Linked DNA regions of Mus musculus: region 1 is linked to region 2. Evidence: chromatin contacts called from public promoter capture Hi-C data. All regions are on one chromosome and are shown on one strand. The core of a region is the stretch at or near the end of the contact, and the rest is flanking DNA. Distances in the headings are between cores, read along the strand shown.

Region 1 (5,896 bases), core at 101-2,600, 1.3 Mb before region 2:
CCATGTTCATGACTCTGCAACTACCCACAACTCCCAGTACTCCAGTTTAGATCATGAGAATTACAGGACCATCATTCCTTGGGCTCACGGTCAGATCTTGGGATTTTAAGGGGTGACTACAAGTTATGGGCCTGCATATCAGCACTCCACACTCTCACCTAATCACATCTTCATTACCCAGAGTCCATAAGACCCCGAGACTGTATGGAGACACAGCTTCTTTTATAGAGGATGGGCAAAGGCCAGAACTTCCTGCCTCCAGCCAGCTGCTGAGTCCCATCAACGGCTGTGTCCTCCCAGAGAAGGGACCAGCCTGGTGAGTTGTTGCCCTCCCTTCACTTCCTCAGCAAGCCAAGGGGGCTTTCACAGCAGCTCAGACCGACTCACTCTGCTGGTTAGTAGGGAGGAAGCAGTGTGTAAGTCCAGTTCGCTCAGGAGTCAGCTGGACCAGGGGAGCATAAGCAACCTCACCGCTTTCTCCTATCCAATGAGCTAGAGACCAGGAGGGATCGGCGTCTAGACTGAACCAATACCTAGCACACCTTCTCCAACAGGCCTACCCGGAACAGGAAAAGCTGAGTCTAGATGTTCCCAGACACCAGCAGGCCTGGAGATGCTTCCGGGGAAGATGCCCATGCTTAGATTGTTCCTGAACACCGGGCCCTCTAAGCAGCCCCAGCCTTGGGAAGCAGGGGCGGGGAGTCTTAAGAGTAGCTGCCCCTGTCAGGTGCTCCCTAGGAGCTCGTATCCAGGCCCCTTGCCCTCCACCGCTCCGGCGGGCACGCGGGCCATGTGAGCAGCAGGTGCAAGACGCGGGGGTGGCAGGGATGACACAAACCATCCTAGCGCCCACCTCCCACAGCCTGCCGGCCTCCGCCACAGCCCTCCTGCCACACCAGGCTGGCGCTTCCGTCTGGATGCCGCGATGGAGGTGGGAGGCGGTTCCCTCCCGTTCACCGGCTCCAACGCACAGCGCCCCCCGCAGCCGGCCCTCCCGCCAAGGACGCCGCTCCGCAGTGGCCCCCGCCCCGCCCTCCGGCCCGGCACAGCGCTCCCGCCAGGCCTCGGCGCCCGCCCGGCGGCGGCCTGCGGCGCGGTCCCGCCCCCGACCCGATCCCGCCGCTTACCCGGAGCGCTGCAGTCCGCACACACCTCCGCTCGCGGCCCCTTCCGGGACATCCTCAGCGGCGACGCGGCCGCAGCCCTCTGGGCCAGCGTGGGGGGCGCGGGCGGCGGGCCCGGGCGGCGGCGGCGGCCCTGCGGCCCGGCCCGGCTCCCGCAAGGCCCCGGCGAGGCTCCGCGCGCGCGGCCAACCGTCCGCCCCCGGGGCTGGCCCGGAACCCGCCGTGCCCGCCCGCCCGCTCGCCCTCGGGCGCCCTCCGCCCCGCGCCGCCCCGCGCCGCCCCGCGCCGCCCCGCCGCCGCTCGCCGCTCTCCCCGCCCCCTGCGCGGCCCAGGCCGCTCCTGCAGGAAGCAGTGAAAGCCCTGCCCACCGGGGGAGGGGCGGCCCGCACCCCGCCCCGGCGCTCCGCTCAGCTCCGTGGCTGAGCCTCTCGGAGAAAGGAAGCCTGCGCGCAGGCGGGAGTGGACGGGGGTTCTTAAAGGAGCCGCGGCCCGCGCCCGCCTGGTCTGCAACCGAGACACACGCTAGCACTTTGACCTTCACTTTCCGATTGGGGAGTGGTCCAGGGGACGCTCGGCCCAAAAACCGAGAGACGGACGTGGTGGGGATCGGGGTGGACAGGAAGCATTCCCAGGCACAATGCTCCTAGCGGTCAGAGGCTGGGTTGGGGTGAGGTGTGTGTTCTGGTCCCCTGTGTCCAAGTCAGTGTGTCCAGGTGGGTCTGTGGCCATATCCCTGCGGTGTACACTCACTACCACCAATATGGACGGCCAGGTGCCCGAGAGGTCACTTAACTGTGACTCCCTCTCTGTGGGACTAAAAATACATCATTCTTGTTTCAAATAGGAAAGCAAAGAATCTGGGTGATTATTAAGAGTGTTGTGTGCACCAGTAATAACTTGCTATCTGTTTCGTGTACATCAACGATGTTTCCGGGCTGCCCGACGGGTGTGTATGTATCCTAAGCATATGCTTATAACAGGAGCCAATTTTTGTAAGGATTTTTTTTTTCTTGGACTTCTCATGGAGACGGGGGTGGGGGGAGCAAGGAACTAAAGTGCATGTTGCACGTGGGTGCACCCCACACTGAGCATGCTCCCCCATACACGTGTGACCCGTTTGTGCCCAGCCCCCACCCCTACAGCCGCAAAAGGGCTGTCAGAGAACTCAGCTTATGGAGAGGGCAAAAGCACACAACACCAGGTTGGGGGGGGGGGGGTGAGGGGCGGCGGCGCGCTCGTAGGGGAAGGGGCAGGTCAGCGGTGGCAGAGTTAAGGGAGATTCCTGGGTGTTAGGGATTCCTGCTCAGTAATAAAACGGAGGTTTGAGGGGAGTCCTTGGTTAGGGGTGTCTGAGTGGGTCTATTTCTCCCAGCAATGCCAGAGCAGCAGTGACTTGTGGGTGGGCAGGCTCCTTCCCTAGGGGGAGACAAGTAATGCTTATGAGTCACACCACCCAAAATACACGCAAAGTTCCATCGCCTTTTGCTGCAACCCAGATTGACAAGTTTGTTTGAAATTGTGATCCACAGGATATATTTATAATCTCACCTTAAAAAAAAATCTTGCAGACACCCCCCACCCCCAACCAGTAGCTCAGCAGGTGGGGCTTCTGCCAGCAAAGGGTGGTGGTCATGCCACACCATGCTGCACTCATACCCAAGAGTCTGTAGGCTTGGTGGCCGCAGCAATGGAGGTGGGAAGCAGTCTAGCAGCTGAAACTGGGCGCGCAGCCCAGGAGCAGTGGCCGCCCGTTCACCCCGGATCGACCCCCAGCTATGGAATTTCATTTATTAAATGTCGAGGCAGCTGCTGGCAGCCCCGTCGCTTGGCTGCCTTTGTTTCTTCGCTGTGTGGGCGCGTCTGGAGCACGTGGCAGCCAGGGCGTTGAGACCAAAGGGAAAGCGACCTGGGCTTCGTGTGATAGCCGGCCATCTGGCAAAAGGGCAACCTAGCCTCTAAATGCATGCTGGCCTCTCTCCTTTCTTGGAATACAGGGCGTGCAGAGGAAGAATGATTCACGTCCCCCCACCCCGGCCACCCTATCTCCCTATTGGCTCAGGGACTGCCTGGGAGGGACCCTGGCTCACACAGTCCAAACTTTGTTGCAGAACCCCCAACCTCACCACAGCCAAGCTTTAGAGCTTGAAGATGGGGGAAGAAGGGTTTCTGGCTTCCCCGAAGATGTCATCATCCCAGGAACTGAACAGCTCAAATGGAATCATACACAAGGTTTTGAAAACGATTTAATGAGGAATTGTACAGGCATTCTCGCGGCCTCTCCTAGTTGCCCCTCCTTTCTCTAGCCCCCTCCTCAACTCGGGCTGCAATCACGACACTCTGCTGACCCCTGGCGGTGGAGGTGGGCTGCGGCTCTGGGCTGCAGAGACGCCTACCGGCTCCTCCCAGGCTGCAGAAAGGGGCGAGGCAGTCTACTCAGTCCTCCCGGGCCTGGCACCACTGGGTGTGCAGGAAGCAGGAGAGAAGAACACACAAAGAAACCCAAGAAGGGCGCAAGGAGTTTGCAAGCTTTTGCTGTCGCTTCCCACACAAACACTCTCTAGATTGTTGTTCTAAATCGGGTTGGCCAGGAATTCCTTATTTCTGCCTTGAGGTGGGCTCGAGGAAGGCAACATGTTCGCTCCTACCACCTGTCTCAGGCTGGTTGAAGGAGAGAGGGGCCGTTTTCAGGCAGTTCATACCCTTAGCTCATCCCATGAGGTAGTATCTGATCCCAGTTTAGAGGTGAGTGGGCCGAGAAACTCTGAAGGATAAGCAATTTGTTTAAGATCAAGCAATTGTTACGGTATTTAAATACAACTCTCTTGACATTTTCTCTCCCAAGGCATCTTGGTCCTTTTACCATTTGCAGGTGGCCGCCACAGAGGCCAATTTGACTTTGACCACACTCTCTGCAAGGGCTCCTTGTGGAAGCGCTTGTCTCTCTGCTCTTTCAGGAAGCAGGCAATCTGGACTCAGTCATTTTCCTTAGGCAGGGACCCACATGGGATGGAGGTGGGGAAATGCCACCTGCTGCTGTCTTTGCTCAACCTCATCCTGGTTCTTGCTGAGCCATGTAGGGGAAAGACTGTCTTCTTCGCCTCATTAGACATTCTCTTTTCCAACGTGATGTGTGGAAGCTGGGGTTTAATTTTCTGAGAGAGCAAAGATTTGAGAAATATTTCGATTCTCAGACCCCTGGCTGCTTCAGTGACCCTTGGTACTGATGCCCTGCATCTCTCTTAGGGTCACTCTTTAGTCACTATGAATCTAGATGCCTCTTTACCCTCCCTGGGACCCAAGCTCACTTCTGCAGGCCATAGACCCCCGACCCAACGCTTCAGGTCAGCCCTAAAAGCCTCCCCCATTTCCTTGCAAAAGGCAAAATGCCAAAGGGTGGAGGCGCCCCCAACCCACTTGGCATCCAAGTAAGGCCTCCGCTTCGGCCGGGTTTGACTCTCTGTCCACCCTTCCAGGAAATCAGTTCCAGACCATCTCTGGTCATCCGAAACGCACGGTTCTACCAGGCGGACTACAAGCCCCATGATGCTGCGGGGCCAAGCTGTAACTAACCCAGCACGGCGCACCCGGGTCCCCTCCTCTCTTCCCCGCATTCGCTTGTCCCTCACCGTCCGCTCGGGCTGAGGGCCGGGCTATGCGGCTTAGGGGAGCCGGAGGGTGCGGGCGCGCGTCCCTGCGGCGGCGGCGGCGGCGGCGACCCCGGGGCCGGCGCCCCGAGCGCCCCCGCTCCAGCTGCGGGTCCCTGCTCCCTCCGCCGAGAGGCGTCTTTGTGTGCGGGGGTGTGGGAGGGGAGGCGCGAGGCCGCGTGCCGCCGAGTGCCCGCTCCCTCCCAGGGCGGGTGGGGGCTGCTCCGCGCCTCCCGCCGCCGCCTCCCGAGGACGCCCGCCGCCCGCACCACGCCGGGCGCGCCGCCCCCGCCCGCCGCCGCCGCCGCCGCTCGCACATGCCCGAGCCGCAGCCCCGCGAGCAGACAGCTCCGGCCGTCCGCCCCGCGGCCCCGGGCCCGGGCTCCCGCGCCGTCCCTCCCCGCGGGCCGGGCGCCGCGGCCCCGGCATGAGGAGCGGGCGATGATCCCCGCCAACGCCTCCGCCAGGAAGGGGCCCGAGGGCAAGTACCCGCTGCACTACCTCGTGTGGCACAACCGCCACCGGGAGCTGGAGAAGGAGGTCCGCGCCGGCCAGGTAGGAGCGCCGTCGGGGACCATGGCCCCGCACGCCCGCGCGGCGTGGGGAGGGGGCGCGGCGCCGCCTGTCCCGCCTCCCCGGCTAGTTTGCAGCGCTTCTTTGTTTGCAGCTGCGGCTTTTGTGCTCGTTGACCTGAAGTGGGTGATGGCAGCAGCCCCCGCCTGCTTCTCTGGTTCCAGGACCGGTGGCCCACACGTGTTCCGGGCTCTCCGAGACTGGTGTGGAAGGACCCTGTGTTCTTCTCCGTTGGGGCTTGAAGGGATTCTAGGGAGGGGTTGTCGGTTCTGTCTGGGCTCCATGTGGTGGGAGAGTCCACCCCACTCGATCTAGACGCGACATGACATCCCGCGTGAATGTGCAGGGACGGGAAAGGCCTGCGTGGGGAGGGGGCCCACATAAGATCGGGGAACAAGCTGTGTTGCACCCTCGGGCATTCCAGCCCCACCCAGTGCCCTCTCACTTCCTGGTGAACCAGGTCTCTGTTTGTTTAGAGTGGACAGAGCCTATGGGTGCTTCAGATGCCAGCCCTGGCTTCGGAGCCAGGAGTGAGAAAGACCCTATTGGGATGCT
Region 2 (6,478 bases), core at 2,756-5,255:
AGACAGGAGAGTGTCTGAGTTAGAGGCCAGCCAGGACTATAGAGACCCTGTCTCAAAACAAACAAACAAACAAAAAAAAAACAAAAGCTAAATCTACTGCTTAGAGTACTCATTTCCAGGACCCGATGGTAAGATTCTGTTCTGTTATCTTACCACAGAAGGTCTTGACGTTTAGAAACTTTTCCCATTGGCTTTCTGAGACAGTCTCACCTGATAGCTCTGGGTAACCTATTAATTCACCATGTAACTCAAGGCAGCTTTTAACTTCGTAACTGGAACTCGGTAGGCTAGATTGGTCTCAAACTCAAGAGACCAACCCACCCCTGCCTCTTGCTGAGATCAAATGCACAGGATACTGTACCCAGTGGTTTTGAATGTTTGTCCTGCTTCAGCCTCCAGTGTTAGGACTATAGATGTGGGCCACTATTCCATGTGGTGGATTGAACATGGTTGGCCCATGGAAAGTGGCACTATTGGAGGTGTGGCCTTATTGGAGGAGGTGTAGCATTGTTAGAGGAACTGTGTCACTGTGGAGATCTCTTATATGTGCTCAAGTCTGGACAATGTAGCAGTCTCCTCCTGGCTGGTTTTCGATTAAGATGTCAAACTTTTGGCTCCTTCAGTACCAAGTCCACTTGCATAATGCCATGTTTCCAACCATAATGATAATGGACTGACCTTCTGAAACTGTAAGCTAGGCCCAATTAAATGCCATTTTAAGAGTTGCTGTGGGGCTGGCGAGATGGCTCAGCAGGTAAGAGCACCCGACTGCTCTTCCAAAGGTCCTTAGTTCAAATCCCAGCAACCACGTGGTGGCTCACAACCATCCGTAACAAGATCTGACTCCCTCTTCTGGTGTGTCTGAAGACAGCTACGGTGTACTTACATGTAATAAATAAATAAATCTGAAAAGAACCTTAAAAAAAAAAAAAAAAAGAGTTGCTGTGATCATGGTGTCTCTTCACAGCAGTAGAACTCCTAAATCAGACACCAGGCTTGATGTTTCAAAGAATTTTTTGGCTATGTATGGACAGAATCCAACTCCTAGCTGGCACATCATCACCCCTCACCTAAACTCTGTAAAAACCCCTTGCTTTAGCCTGCATGTGTGACTTCACTGATCCTGTGAGGTCAGTGAACCCACCCAAGAGCTGCCTCCTAATAAACCTGCCTTTATCAACCATAATGGTGAATAGGTAAACTGCTTTGAGCACCCTTCTGGCGGGTGATCCAGCCTTTAGCCACCTGCCAGAGTGTTCTAAATTCAAGAATTTGAGAATCAAAGACACAAAGGCATGCACGCACGCACACATGCCAGCTTAATTTTTAATATGCCTAACTTGCTCAGTGGCCGGGCACTTCCAAACCTCCCCTCAGCTAGCACAGACTCCCCTCTGGCATTCCTGAGTTAATACCTTCTAAATCAATATTTTATTTTTGCGGCCCTGTTTCCTTCTTGGTAGCCTCCATTGGGGTGGCTTTCCCTTTACACCTACATTGCTGGATGATTTCTTTCCTGCAGCTCTTTAATCTCTCTGCTTCTAAGTCATGGAGAATCTGCCTGCTCTTCATCTCCTTCTGCCCCTTGCCCAGTCATTGGCTGTATGGCAGTTTTTTAGTACTGATCAAAGACACCTGGGGGCAGGGACCCTCAGCATTTGGAAATAAGGCTTTGGGGAGATGAATTAAAACAAAGCATTAGAGCCAATTCCCTACAATCTTTTAATCTGGTCTAGTCTGGCCTATATCTGCATCACTGAGAGAGAGAAAATGGCCATCATAGGGCCCACAAAGAGCCCTGTAGGTAAAGATGCTTTCCAGGAAAGCCTAGCAGCCTGAGTTTGATCCTGTGAACCCATGTAAAAGTTGGAGAGAACCAACTCTGAATTGTGTTCTGACCTTCACATGCACACTTGGCACCCTCACACCCACACACACAGTGCACACAATAAAAAAAATGTAATGATAAACAATAAACTTTATAGCCATCATGGTGGCTCATACTTTAAATGCAGCACTCAGGAGGAAGAATCAGATGGATCCCTGATGGCCAGCCTGGTTTATAGAGTGAATCCAGATCAGCCAAGTCCTATCTCATAAAACAAAGTATAGCTCCCACCCCCCACCCAACTGCCTAGAGAAACTTGCTGTTATATGACCAGATTTGCTAGAGAGCAAACCCTGGTGCCAGGCAAGTACTGCTTGCTTCAGACAAGACACATACTACCATGCTACCACGAAGTTAAGAATTCTACTTTAACACTTCATTTGCCAACTTCTGGGCACAATTTTAGCACACTGATGCCTCTGTAGTGATGGACACCGGCACTTACATGAGCCACACGTGCGTACGTTCATGTGCGTGTGCATGTGTGTGTCCGTCCATCACTGGGCCCCAAGCAGAAACCTAGGTTAAGAACATTTAGGTTGCTAAGGCTTAGGTGATTCTTTCAGGCACTGAGATGCTGAGGCCACCCTTCTTCCCTGTCCCTCAGCTGCTGTGCGTGATGCATGACCCACTTCACCATGTCACTCAAAGTTTGAGTTCCATCAAAATCCTAACTTCTCTGGACCTGTGTTCTAGGTGAGGGCTTTTCTATTTGTCTTTAGCTCTTTAGAAGGCAGAGCCCCTTTCTCCTCTGTACTGTTGGGTTCTTGGTGTGTTGATAACCCCTGATAATACAGATCCAAGCCCCCACCCCTGGTTATTTTAATAGCATGATTCACCCCACCTCTTTGCTCTTCTGCCAAATATCCACACACATTGTGGAACTGGGAAGACTATTAATGCCAGTCAGACCACAGAAAGGCAGATTAATGGAGTTTCACCCAGCAGAGAGAGGCTTCTACACATCTAAATACTTCTCCAGGACCCTCAAAGTTTCTCTTTTGCCACAGACTCCACTCTCATGCAGTTTGAATGATTTATTGGTGTTTCTGCTAACGCTGCTACCCTTTCAGTGTGTTTCAGCCATCAGGAATCTTAAACCCGTCCCCTACCAGTGGAGCCATGCTACTTCCTTGTGTCTGCCAAAATGCTCTTAGCATGGCTCCTTTTTCTTCAGCTCTTCCACTTTAGCAATGTAGATCCTCATGGCATCCATCTTGGACATCCCTTTGTTTACCATCCAGGCCTCATATTTGGCCTTTGCTCTCACATCTGTGGCAGGAGGGACAGGGATGTTACAGTCGCCCTGGGTGGCCTGTTTGTAAAAGCTGTACACCAGCAGTTTCTCCTGATCACTCACAGGCCCCTTCAGCTGCTTGAGTGAAGCACAGGCCATTTCAAACTCCACTTGGCTCATTGGTATACCAGAGGCAATGCTTCTGTTTTTAAGTGATGCGGGGTACTAGAAGAAAGTTGGAAATAAGCAAACCATGTTATTGTTAGGCCTTGGAAAGAAGGGGTAAAGAGATAATGTGTGGGATGAACACGGGGCGTTTGTGTGTTTAATAACGTACAAATCGAGGACCAGGAATCCATTCAATTGCTCCTGCCCCGCAGAGCTTTTTCCAGTGTGACTGCCCTTCAAAGTTATAAAAGCACCTATGAGCTCTGAAAGTTGACTCTGCTGTTGCCTATAGGAGATAGTGCAGCATGAAAAGCAAGCATATAGGGAGTTTTGTGTGTCTTGGGGGGGGGGGGGATGAATCCCGTGGATCCGCTGCTGGTTAGTACACAGCTGAAGGAAAGTTATTCCATGTGGGTGAATCCGGGGCGAGAGCTGCCCGGGGTTCCTGAGTGAGGGTGAATGAGGGGTCTGGACTAAGGGGTTCGACCTCCTTGCCTGAAGGGGTCAGGTTCCACATGGAGACAGCCAACAGTACCTGTGGTTAAGAAGGCTGGGAAGCCTAGGCCGAGAGGGGGCGCTGTGGCTAGGGTGGCTTCGACGCTGCGAGCTTGTTGGAGAGGAGTACGCGTGCGCCTTGAACGGCAGCGGCTAGCAGACTACAGCACGGAAGCGGAGAAGCGCTGTGGGCGGAGCCTGTGACGCGCCTGTAGCGCCGCCCTTTGTGCCGTGGCGCGGGCAACGCGTTCGCGGCCTTGGACTAGGAGGGGCGGTCTAGCCCGCCGCCAGCGTCGCCGCCATGGACCTAGGTGGGTTCCCACTTCCCTACTCCGGCCCCTGGGCCGCACCCCCCCAAAGCACCTCCTGGGCAGGCTGAGGCTCTGCACTGCTCCTACGGTGCTCGGGAGGCTGGGGGCTTGAGGAGTTTTGGGGGACCCGCAGTCGCGAGGCCGGCCTCCATCCTGTAGCCCCACCACATGACGGTCTCCTAGAGTCCTCCTCCGTCCTTCGTAGTGTCTTCCCAGTGGGAAACCGGGAGCGAATATAGCCTTGATTCTCCTGGAAATGCTCAGGGCTACTGCACGTGTTTCGGAAATGCCGGGCTGGGAGGGACGGACGTCCGGAGAGTTCTTCGTTATTAAATGACTGCCGAGTTAGTGAACATGTTTCTTATTAGGTCGCCTAGTGCATAAAGCAAAAATACTGATACTGTCTTTCTCCCAGAGGCTTGGCGTTTTCTTTGCGACCACGTGCATAACAGGACCCCATTCGTTGACTCACGCAAAGCGACCACCCCACCCCCACCCCTCTCTTGTGAGCAGGAGTTGCGCAGCCTGAGATTTCACTTTTTGAATCCGAATTCGAGTGCTGCTTGGTTTGGAGTATCCTCCTAGGCGAGGTCTGGAAGTAAGGCGGAGTTGATAGAAATCTGTGGCCATCTGCCAACCCTCTCCACCCTGCTAGGTGTGCTCTTTAGAGGGTAAGACTAGGAGGCCGTCCTGGGAAGTACTCCAAGATTTGCAAATAATACGCTGTGGAGAAATGTCTTTGTCCCTAGCCAGCTCTTTAGTGTGGAATGGTAGTTTCGTGCCCTGCAGCTGTGAAGAGTGCTGCCAAGGCTTGACTCCCTAGTTGAGACACCTTGCAAAGTTGTGCCTGGGCCTCTAGCTTCCCATCTCCAAAACAGGAGTTATAATCCTCAAGAAGTTAGTTTGACGATTACATGATTTTTATAGGTGTCAAGCTGGGTGTGGTAGCTTATGTCTAACTAGCACTCTGGAAGCAGAGGCAGGAGGATCTCAAAATTCTAGGCCGACCTGGTCTGTATAGTTTCAAGCCAGTTCCAGCTATATAACAAGAGCCTATCTCAGAAAAAAATACAAGTATGCCACCCAGCACAGTGCCTACCAAAGTAACCAGTCACTTCCTAGCACCAGCTACTGATTTAAAAAAAAAAAAAAAAAAAAAAGCCTTTGAGTTTCCCCTGGCTATGAGCTGAGTCTGGGACTTTTCTCAAGCCACATGTACACAGTCTCTGAAAGGCACATGTTTGGCCGCAGACATTTGCTCTGCTAAGCCGATGTCTAATGCAATAAAATGTCATTTACAGTTATAAGGAAATGTGTTCGGGGGCCGGCAGACCAACCTGAGACAGAAAGAACCCTGGATTGCCTTCAGGTCTGGGTTTTGTGGGAGTGCTGAGCCTTGATTTGGGGTGGGCAGGCAGTGACAGTAAATGGTTAGTGGCCAGGAGATTTTTTAGTTGCCTGGTGTCAGTAATTTTTTTTTTTCCCTGGGGGTAGGAGAAGTTTGAGATGGTAGCCATGATGTAGCCTTGGCTAGCCTGAAACTCAGTACGTGGACCAGGCTTGCCTCATAAAAATCTGCATCACTAGAGAGCTGGGACTAACGGGATAGGCCACCACAGCTGTTCACTGGAGTCAGTACTTTTGCTGCCGACTCTGGCCTATGAGAATAGGGCAGATGTGTTTCTGGGAGCATAGAGGACTGAGGAGAGAGCTAGCAGTGACCGTGACAAGGTGTTGCACTCAGCTTCTAGGCCAGATTATACACTTTGGGAAAGACCTGTGCCCGTCTGTTTCTGCACTGGAGGAGACAAAATATTGACAAGACTAGTCCTGCCAACACTTGAGCATTTAAATCAGGCTCTTGATGGTCTGATTATGGTTAAGATAGCTTATATAACCCATCCAATTCTTCCATACCTGGGAGATGCTTCAAAAAGGTAACAATACCAGAATAGTTACAAAAGTGTGATTAGTGTATGTCCTGTGTCATGTGGTTCCCATACCATGAAGATTATAGTCTCATGTATATATGCATACATATATTCTCATGTATGCAGACGGGAGACTCAGTAAAGTGTAAAGTCACATCATGTTTTAACAACTGAGTTAGGATTTGAATCCATTATCTTGATTAAACCCCCACATGGCCTCCCTTTAAATGTCAGTTCTTAACTCAGTGAATGAGTGACCGCTGTCTTGATGTAATATTTGTTTTGTCCACTTCCTGGTTCCTACCACAGAGCCAGAACCTTCACCAGCTTGTCCTTTTTGACTGGAAGAAACTGCTGGGTGAACTTTTTCCCTGTAAGGCACAGAATGTTGAAACTTGTTGAAGCAGGAGTGTGCTTAGAAAGAAGGAAGGCAGGGCTCCGGATACAG

The links. Capture Hi-C pulls out chosen DNA fragments and counts their contacts.
Region 1: a contact with region 2 is called in a promoter capture Hi-C map of liver, with 2.1 times the contacts expected there. The contact joins the promoter of Git1 here to the promoter of Gemin4 in region 2. A contact is called at or near these places in 1 of 39 promoter capture datasets (liver) and 1 of 9 other capture datasets (liver).

What each region holds. Positions count from the first base shown.
Region 1 is chr11:77,488,866-77,494,761 of GRCm38.p6, reverse strand. It overlaps Git1 (GIT ArfGAP 1), which reads right to left and starts at 1,350. Exons shown (of 20, transcript NM_001004144.1): 1 at 1,128-1,350. The coding sequence starts at 1,179. It overlaps Ankrd13b (ankyrin repeat domain 13b), which reads left to right and starts at 4,720. Exons shown (of 15, transcript NM_001373882.1): 1 at 4,720-5,323. The coding sequence starts at 5,210.
Region 2 is chr11:76,215,099-76,221,576 of GRCm38.p6, reverse strand. Gemin4 (gem nuclear organelle associated protein 4) reads left to right here and starts at 4,005. Exons shown (of 2, transcript NM_177367.3): 1 at 4,005-4,099. The coding sequence starts at 4,090. Dbil5 (diazepam binding inhibitor-like 5) reads right to left here and starts at 3,964. Exons shown (of 2, transcript NM_021294.2): 1 at 3,829-3,964; 2 at 2,912-3,350. The coding sequence starts at 3,305. The coding sequence ends at 3,042. It overlaps Glod4 (glyoxalase domain containing 4), which reads left to right. Exons shown (of 9, transcript NM_026029.3): 9 at 1-1,182.